3 separate regions of the Mus musculus genome follow, and all the other regions are linked to region 3. The links are chromatin contacts, called in public promoter capture Hi-C maps. All regions are on one chromosome and are shown on one strand. The core of a region is the stretch at or near the end of the contact, and the rest is flanking DNA. Distances in the headings are between cores, read along the strand shown. Region 1 holds the start of Cfap161 (cilia and flagella associated protein 161). Region 2 holds the start of Adamtsl3 (ADAMTS-like 3). Region 3 holds the start of 4933430H16Rik (RIKEN cDNA 4933430H16 gene).

Region 1 (3,041 bases), core at 211-2,710, 820 kb before region 3:
TATTGTTCACTGCATGCTACAAGGCTGGGTTTAGCAGTTTGAACCTAGGGATGCTGCTAGCTTCTCTGAGTCGGTCTCCAGTCTATCACATATTCTGAGTGACTCCTGTCTGATCCAACAGAATGCCTGACTTAGCACCTTCAGAAGCACCTGAGAGTGTGTGTGGTGCTGGAGGGGCAGGCAGTGGAGCCAGAGAGGAGCAGAATATTCCTACTTTTGTGTCTTATGCTTCAGCCTCCGGCTCAGGTCCTTCCAGGTCGACAAGGACACCTCCCCACTACCCCAGGTTTTGCTCAGTTGTCATTCTCATAGTCCCCATGACAGGAATGATTCATCCATCAGCTCTCCCAGTCTGTCTTTCATCACATCTTCAGTGACCTGTGTGTATTACAGTCTTCTGAAGTAATTTGTTTTCAGCATCTGGCTTCCCTTGATAGACTGGGTTTGGCTCTCACCTTCCACTTCTTGCTTGGGGTGGGAGACTCTGCACACTGGGGGACTGATTAATGAATGTATTCAGCTAGCAGCCAGCAGCCAGCAGCCAGCAGCAGGTGGTACTACCTAACTGCCTGTTCACCCCACTCATAACACAATATCCTCTTTAGGAAATGTTGGCTACACAAACTTTTTTAAATTAAAAAAAATTTTTTTTTAATATCAGGAGTGCCTGTAAATTGCAGGTTTGTCTTTGTGTTTGGACATGGGAAGGGAGGGTTGCTATAAAATTTGTGAAAATACAGACTGTCACAGAAATAGATATACACATTAATATATGCTAACACAGTAGTTTCTTCCTTTGGAAGCTGTGAGGTTTCGGCAATGCCCCTCTTTTTGTGTTTAGGTTTTCCAGCGTCTACAGTAAAGGGGTGATGTTTTGTGAAATTGCTGCTGACAGTGATTAGGAAAATAGGCTGGAGTTGAACCAAGCTTCCACAGAAAAGCTAGGGGCACTCGGGTTCCACAGCACTTTAACTTAGATTTTAGTTTAAAAAGCAAACAAGACAAACAAACAAACAAAATACAAAACCAAACATCAACAAGAACAACTCAATATTTTATGCCAGTTGTAGGCTGCACACCTGTGAGTCAAGAAGATCTCCAGCGCAAGACCTGACTGTGTTACATCATAAGTTCAAGGCCAGCCTAGGGTATGTATCCAGACCCTAACTTAAAAACCAAACTCTCCCCCAAAAAACAACAGAAAAAAAGTTTCAAAAATTTCTCCGCCTAGGGAACATTTGGAACAGTGTCCCCCGTCAGGGGTTTCCCAGATCTGCTTTGAGTGCTAGTCATCTGAGACAGTGGCAGTGGTGGGAGGGGCAGGGCGAGCTGGAGGGGGCGTGGGTCTAGTATGCTGTCACTTATTGGCCAGCCAAAGAGATCTTGACCAACTGGCAACTGGCAACTGCCTGGTCGTCATGGCAACGAAGCACGCTAACTCTGAGTGTCAGTGGAGGCTGGAGCTGGCTTTCAAGAGAGCAAGGGGCGATGGCGCAGAACGTGTATGGTCCTGGAGTGCGGATGGGCAACTGGAACGAAGATGTCTATTTGGAGGAGGTGCGCAGACTCCTGTCCTCTCGCATCCCTAGGATCCCAGACCCTATCCTGCTATCCTGCATGTTCTCTCTCTGCTGAGCATTTAGCATCCTATCACCCATCTTCATCTACTGCCCCCACCCCCCCTGTGCACCTTTGCTACCCGAGGTAGTTCACCTGCTGTCTCTGAGCACCCATGCTCACTGAATGTCCCGCTCCACATTTCCTGAACCCAGAGCAAGAACAGCTTGCCGCCTCCCGGGCCCTCTGGCCCTCACTAGGTTTGTGACACTCTCAGGTCCTGGAAAGGTTCTGGGTTACAAACATATGGAGAGGCCTGGGCTTTTCACATTCTCACCCAAGTCAGGAGGACCCCAGTAGAGACTGCTGACCTCCTATATATCACTCCTGATTGTTTCTGGACGAGATAAGCACAGGGGTCCTATCCTTCCCTTCCTTATGCATTTCTCTTTTCATCTCCTGCTCCCCGCCCCTGCCTCTGCCCCCATGACGTGCTGCCTACTGACATTTTTGCCATCCCCAGAGCGATCACGTTTCCTTTTGTGTCCTTGAACTGTCTTTGAACTTGAAGTGCTTCTGAGGAAAAAGCTATCAGTACCTGTGCTCTGCAACAGCTCTGTCCCTGACTCCCCTTTTCTCGGTCTCTGCATCCCCAGGAGCGCATGAGACACTTCCTAGAGAAGAGGGAAAAAGGAGAACTTCTTATTCAGAGAAACAGAAGAGTGAAGAAGAACATTTTGAGACCGGTAATGTCAAATTCCAATGCCAATTTCAAAATTCTGCCTAGTTAAGTGTGAGTTAGGCAAAGAAAATTTCTATGAACAAAGTAACCATTTAGAAACTTTTAAAAAAATTAATAAAAAAGTATAGTGTTAAAATTCCTCTAGATTTTAGAAATTTAGATTAAGGGTTAAGATTAGGTTAAGAAATTTAGAATTTAGATTAAGGGAAGTCTGTCCTTAATTATGTTTACTTAATTGTTTGCATTTTCTAATAAAGGGGTGGATTAATGCTTTTACAAGTAAAGTGCCTTTCAGCTGCTGTGCAAAAAAAAACGTTTAATAACATTGAATTGAATAAATTGACAACGGTAAACTATGTAGAGTCCAACAGCTTCGCATGATCTTGTTTGGGGGTCATCAAGAGCTTGAAGGATGCTAACCAAGGATCTGAGGAAGGGAGGCCTTACTGAAATGGATCTAGTCTGAGAAGGAAAGGAGATACACCTGGGAGGGATCTTGACCCCAGCAGCTAAGGAATTGAGTAGCTTATTGGAAAATTCCTATTAAAATTGTAGATGCAGCTTTCGGTATCGGAAGATGGATATGTCCACTATGGCGATAAAGTGATCATTGTGAATCCTGACCAAGTCCTGGGGGAGGAAGCTGGCAAGTTTATGAGAGGAGACCTGAGCCTGTGTATGAGCCCAGATGAAGTTAAAGCGCAGCTTAGTGATGACTTAGAGATACCCTGTGGTGTGAGTG
Region 2 (3,229 bases), core at 44-2,543, 640 kb after region 3:
CCCCCAAGATCAAAAAGGGGAACGGAGACTGCCTCCAGTCAGCAATTCACCCATCCCTCCAGTGCTCCAGCAGTAGGGACAACCCTGCCCCAGACACCTCCTAGCCTGTTTGTCAGCACCAGAGTGTGGCTTTTGGGGGCGGGGGGGGGGCTGGGGGTTGTGGGGAGGACCAGCCTAAAGCCAAGAGTTAGGGCACCTGCCAGCTTTAATTCCTTGAGGCAAAAATGAGTCTGAAGCCAATTAAACTAGACCAGAGAGGGAAGAACCCTGCCTAAGGGCACACAGCTAAACAGAGTCTAGGATAGGAACGCAGATTGGATAGTTAGAGGAATTTCTCACTAGATGATAGAATGCCTTCTGCTTCCAGACCTGCCTTTAAGAGAATTCTGGGGGCCACAGTCTTGCGGAGTGTAATCTCTTAAAGGTGAGGAAGAAGTAAGCCCAGGAGGGCTACGAGGACCGTTTTCCCCAATGTGTTTTCCTGTCAGTTTACAGGGAACTCAGTTTGAGCGGAGACTGGAAAAGCCGAGGTCACACTCGACTCCCGCTTCGCCTCGCGGGCGCCTTGGCGGTGTCGGTGTCCGGGGGCGGGTCGGTGGCTTCTCTCCATCTGGAGAAAGCATTAAGGCCTGGCTTAATGCGATCCGCAAATGTGCTGCTGTTTCCGACCTGAGGCGGCGACTCTGGGACGAAGGGAGGCGGCCAGGGCTGGGCCCCAGGACCACGCGCCCCTCTCCGCTGGCTCGCACACTTCAGCGCCCGCCACCCTCACGCCTCCTTTCCCTGGCGTGCGTCTCCTCTCGTTTCTCTGCGCTTCAAGCATGCGAACCTCACTCAGTAGCCAAACCTCCGGACCTTCAAACACTGCAAGCTAAGATCAGCCCGTAGTCCGCTGACCCCGCAGGGTATCCCCCATCATCCAGAGCACCCCTCGCTCGCAGAGGACCAGGAAAGGTTCTGTCCAACATTCCCGGATCCTGTAGCGCGCCTGCCTGGAGCTGTCTAAGCCCCATAGGGCAGTGCTCAACCAAGACCTTATTTTCCAGTAGCGTTCCCATCAACTTGCTCCACCTTACCATCCTCAGAGAGATGAATCCCTGGATCCCCCGCGGGTGTTTCCAATCCGGAGTCGCAGCAGCGTCTGACGGTGCAAGGAGGGATGCGCGCTGCGAGACAGTGGCGAGCAGCGCCGACTCGGCGACACCTCGTGCGGAGCGCGGGATCCCGACGGTCCCCGACGCCGGCCTCCAGCTCGCGCCGCCGCCAAAGTTAAATGGGGCTGGGACGCGGCCGCCCCGCCTGTCCCGCCCCTCCGGGCGCGCGGAGCGCAGTGCTGGCCCCGACCCAGGGGCGGAGGGCGCGCGCCGCCACCTGCGCCGCCCGTCCCGCAAGTGCGCGCCGCGTCTAGGGTACCGTCAGTCCCTCCCGCCCTGCGTCCTCTGCCCTAACCCAGGGGCGCTGGGAACGCGGGGACAAGCGGGCCACCGAGCCGCAGCCAGGCGGCTCGGAGCGCTCGGGGCCGCCGCGGCCACGGCGAGACTCCGCTGGAACGCTTCTCCGCCCGCTTCCTGGAAGCCACTCCTTGCCCTGGGCCTGCAGCCAGGCCTGGTGCCAGGAGCTCCGGCTGCCGCCGGCGGCAGCGCGCTCTGGGGAGGCGTCCGCTGCGCCACGGGCCAGCCAGGCCAGCCAGACCAGTGCGAGGATGCCACCCTCTCCCAGCACCACCGCCAGACCCCGGGGACCTCAGCTGTTAAGTAATACCCTGCAGAGGCTGCCCAGAGTCTACCCACTCCTGCTGGTAGCCTTAGGAGCTTGACCATCACCCATTCAAACAGCCCCTGCGGTCTTGGTATAATTGGGGACCATGGATGACCCAGCAGGGACACCTAAACCTGAGACCTAGAGTCCCTGGTAGGAAACAGGTTTGGGTCCCACAGAAGTCCAGACCTGTCAGGAAATAAATACAGCTACAGCCCCGGGGCCTAGAGGTTTGGAAGAGAGGTGTCCCAGTCATGAATGGAGGAGGGTTGAGGGCACCTTGAGCACTTCTGAAGGAAAGAAAAGCCATGGAAGAGACATGGGGGCTTGGCTTCATCTCAGCAATAGGAGTCAAGGGCCAGGTGTTCCATTTAAGGCACCATTGTGCCTCCCGTATTGCTGCTCCCTTGAGTGATGCCACTTTGTCAAGTGGTATGTGTAGCCAGCCTTCCCAAAAGCAGTCGTTCCTAGAGTTATCTTAAGTCCTCGGGGAGTAGCTTTTCATGATGATCAGAGAGGCCAGGTCTGGAACTGGTTCCTAGGTACCTATTTCTCGCTAGAGTCTGAAACATTTGCATCCAAAGTTGCTCTCTTGCCTAGTGAACTGAAGGCTGGTATGTTCCAGATTCTTTTATGGCATTGCCAAGAGTTCCCCCCACGTGTTTTCCTATTCTCTCCTTCCCTGATCAGATGGCCTCCTCTGACCAGGAAAAGGGCCTTGTCAAGACTGTCTCTCCACTCCAGAGAGGGAAACGGCTGGAAACCTATGGAAAATGAGCAGGTGGTGCATGGGAAGAGATTCAGGAGGAACCAAGAAGGGAGGACAGAGCTAGACCATGACTAGCTCACCTGCAGACCACTGAGTCTCTCTGTTCACCCTAGTTTAGCTCTGGAAAGTGGGGCAGATAATACACATATGGATACTGGGCTATTACTCTGATGGGGATTATGCAGGATTAGGTTCCCATGAGCCTCTGGTTATGTTTTGACAGCCACTTGGCACACTGCCTTATTTTGTATGCCTTTCCGTGTAAAAGCACCTTGTCTAACACATGTTCATTCATTCTCCCTGAGCTCCTGGCACCAGCACCTGTCAACTCTCCTAACAAGGGACTGCTCTCTAGCTGTTCACATACACATCCCAGCCTCTTGGTCCTTGGGGAGACAGAGCCAGCACTGTGCTCAAGGGTTGCCTCAAACAATGTAATCAACAACAAAATGTTGCATAGAGGACATTTAGGATAATGGTTTACCGAATAAGAACTGAACAGACCCAAGAAGAGCAAGGAAGTCTTGTGGGACCTTAGCAGTGAGTGTGGGCACTAACTGACTCCAAATGTTCACTGGCCTTCAGATGACTTCGAAAGCGTCCTGTGCTTTGATGGTATGGTGACAGGTGATGATTATATGATGATATGACAGATGAGAAGGATCCGTGGTGTGTGTGTCTACATCAGTGCATTAGGAGAGA
Region 3 (2,948 bases), core at 434-2,933:
GGAGCAAAAGAGATTCCAAGTGAACCACAAGCCAATCCTTTCCTGGCACACCGGGGACTCTCTTTCTCATCCGTGTGCCCCAAGGTTTGCTCGGATGATCTCCAAGGCCCCTTCCCACCCCATCATCTACTGGCTGCTGAGTACAGAAGAAAGACACTAATCTAAGTTGCTTGCAATATGTTTTTACAGTGCAGTGCGACTATTTTTAGAGCACAGCAGAATAAGGGCTCATCTCATGGAGCCAGTCAAAAATTTCCCACAATCTTTGGGGGAAATCCAAGCCTGAGCGAGTCGAACATTTAATGAGATGATGTAATGCAGAGAAATATAGAGCGGGAAGGAAATTTTATTAGTGTGAGTAAACGTGAATTTTCAAGTGAATTACAAGACCTTAAGAAGTCAATGTATATACCCCAGGGGGAAACCAACTAAGACTTTAAAACAGAGCCTGCAGTGTTTCTTTGAGGGCAGGCTGAGAACGTCCACAGATGGAGTTGAGCAGGGAAAATTGCGGAGAACCTTTAACCTTCTGAAGAAAAACAGATGACCTCAGAAAAATATCTTCAATTAAGCAGATGGAGGACACCTAGTGACAGGTGCACTTGACAGATAAATGGGGCTTTAGAAAAACTCGAGCTAATGCATTCGTTGAGCAGGGGGACCCTGTGTGAAGCTTGCTAATGTGAAACCCATAGGATTGGTGATTTTTATGTATAATGTGTGAGGCTGGTCTGCCATTCAAATAGGGGAGCAGACACTCTCCAGTTCTACAGAAAGAGAAGGAGGAGGAAGGGGAGGAGGAGGGGAAGGATCGTGGGCAGGAAGAGAAGAAAGCAGCAGTTTGTTGGCTAATACAAACCCTAGAAGTATTATTCCACGTCATTTCAGTTGCTTGAGGTGTTTCCAATTGCCACACAACTGTACTAATGGACAGCACATGCGTCTCTATCAAATTCCAATCTCATGATGTCTGCTTCAGCACTCGAAATTTTGACAGTCTCGGGGACTCAGAAGTTAAGATATTTCCATTTTTGTCTCAGTAGCTAACTCCAAACATAAAAAAGCAACGGCCCGATGAGAGATGCCCAGGAGAGATGGCCTTTCGTCCAGTTTTACCTGTTTAATCTCTGCAGAGGCACTCCTGGAATTTTTCAGTCATTAAACAGGAATTTATCAGTGTGTGAACTAAACATAAACTCAGAGTCTAGGCCTCTCAGGGAAAGAGACTGGGGGATGCCTGCAAAAGCAGTAGAGCATCTAGAGAATCATAACCTCGAATATACTAACACAGCTAACTCTCCTCCACACTACAGTCACCAGCTAGGTGGTGTAGCTCACAGCATTCAAAGGGCCACTGCGAACACTGGGAATGAAGACTCACACACAGAAGGACACTGAAGTTATTCATGTGTTACCAAGTGTTACTGCCTCCAAGTATGGCCTGGTGGTTGTTGTACCATTAATAAGAAAAGCACCTCCCACCCCAACCCCCAACCCCAAATAGGCCTGAGTGTTTGAATACTTAGTCCCCATTTGCTGGTTCTGTCTGAGGAAGATTGTGGTAAAGGTAGGGCCTCAACAGCGGAAGTGAGTAGGCAATAGGGCGGAGCTTGGGGTTTTACAGTCTGGCAGCACTTCCTGTCAGCATTCTGCTTCCTGTTTCATCAGGACAGAGGAGAGGCAGTCCAACGGCACATGCCTGCCATGATGGAAGTGCCTTCCGCCATGTCTTCCCCTCGAAGATGGGCTTTATCCTCCAAATGGGAAGCCAAAGAAACCCCTTAAGCTCCTTCTTGTCAGGAATCAGGTAGGTAGGAAGAAGGTGACTAGCGCATGGTTCCTCTGCATGGTGTTCCTCAGAGCATCTTCATCTTTCTGTTCTGTCCACCCTGACCCCAATGACGAACATCCCCTCCAAGTGTCTCTCACTTCCTGGCATTGCTAAGGCACCTCCATGGATCCTAGCTCTAAAGCCTTGTCAGAAGTACATGAATCCCTGCGTGGAGGATAAACCTCAGGAAATCTCATTACACTGATCCCATCCAACAAAATTCCCTCAACTCTGAGCAAACAGCCTATACCTGACATGAAATAGACCCTCAAAAATTATTTACTGGACTCCAAAATTATTTATTGAAAAAGTAAATTTATAAATTGCTCACATCTTCTGCTTCCTCTGAGCTCATCATCCAGCTAAAGCAATGGTATGTGTTCAAAAGTAACCACAATTTATAGTTAAGAAGCCACAGTCAGTCAGAGGGCCTGATGGGGGGAGGCAGCTGTAGAGACAGAACCTAAAAAAAATGAATAGCAAGGAACAAGACACAGATGCAGAAATGTTTCGTGTTTTCTTTTGAATTTTTCCCTTCTGGTTTCTCTACTTTCAATCCCCTGAAAATCTCAGATGCCTGCTGTCTTAGGGTTTTACTTCTGTGAACAAACACCATGACCAATGAAAGTCTTATAAAGGACAACATTTAATTGGGCTGGCTTACAGGTTCAGAGGTTCAGTCCATCATCATCAAGGTAGGAGCAGAGCAGCATCCAGGCAGGCATGGTGCAGGCAGAGCTGAGGGTTCTACATCTTCATTTGAAGGCTGCTAGTGGAAGACTTACTTCCAGGCAGCTAGGGTGAGATTCTTTTTTTTTTTTTACATTTCAAATGTTATCCCCTTTCCCTGTTTCCCTCCCTCTCAGAAACACCCTTTCACATCCTCCCTCACCCTGCTTCTATGAGGGTGTTCCTCCACCCACCCACCCACCCACCCACCAACACACTCCCACCTCCCTCCCCTCAATTCCCCTACACTGGGGCATCTATCCAGGCTTCATAGGACCAAGGGCCTCTTCTTCATTTGATGCATGACAAGACCATCCTCTGCTACATATGCAGCTGGAGCCATGTGTACTCCTTTGTTGATGGCTTAGTCCCTGGGAGTTCTGGGGGG

What was found. Promoter capture Hi-C pulls out the DNA fragments that hold promoters and counts their contacts.
Region 1: a promoter capture Hi-C map of hippocampal neurons shows a contact between it and region 3, with 3 times the contacts expected there. The contact joins the promoter of Cfap161 here to the promoter of 4933430H16Rik in region 3.
Region 2: a contact with region 3 is called in a promoter capture Hi-C map of hippocampal neurons, with 4 times the contacts expected there. The contact joins the promoter of Adamtsl3 here to the promoter of 4933430H16Rik in region 3.

Annotation. Positions count from the first base shown.
Region 1 is chr7:83,793,258-83,796,298 of GRCm38.p6, reverse strand. Cfap161 (cilia and flagella associated protein 161) reads left to right here and starts at 1,460. Exons shown (of 7, transcript NM_029335.3): 1 at 1,460-1,557; 2 at 2,214-2,303; 3 at 2,855-3,041. The coding sequence starts at 1,489.
Region 2 is chr7:82,333,758-82,336,986 of GRCm38.p6, reverse strand. Adamtsl3 (ADAMTS-like 3) reads right to left here and starts at 1,293. Exons shown (of 30, transcript NM_001190374.1): 1 at 1,077-1,293. The coding sequence starts at 1,079.
Region 3 is chr7:82,970,126-82,973,073 of GRCm38.p6, reverse strand. 4933430H16Rik (RIKEN cDNA 4933430H16 gene) reads left to right here and starts at 1,683. Exons shown (of 4, transcript NR_045855.1): 1 at 1,683-1,807.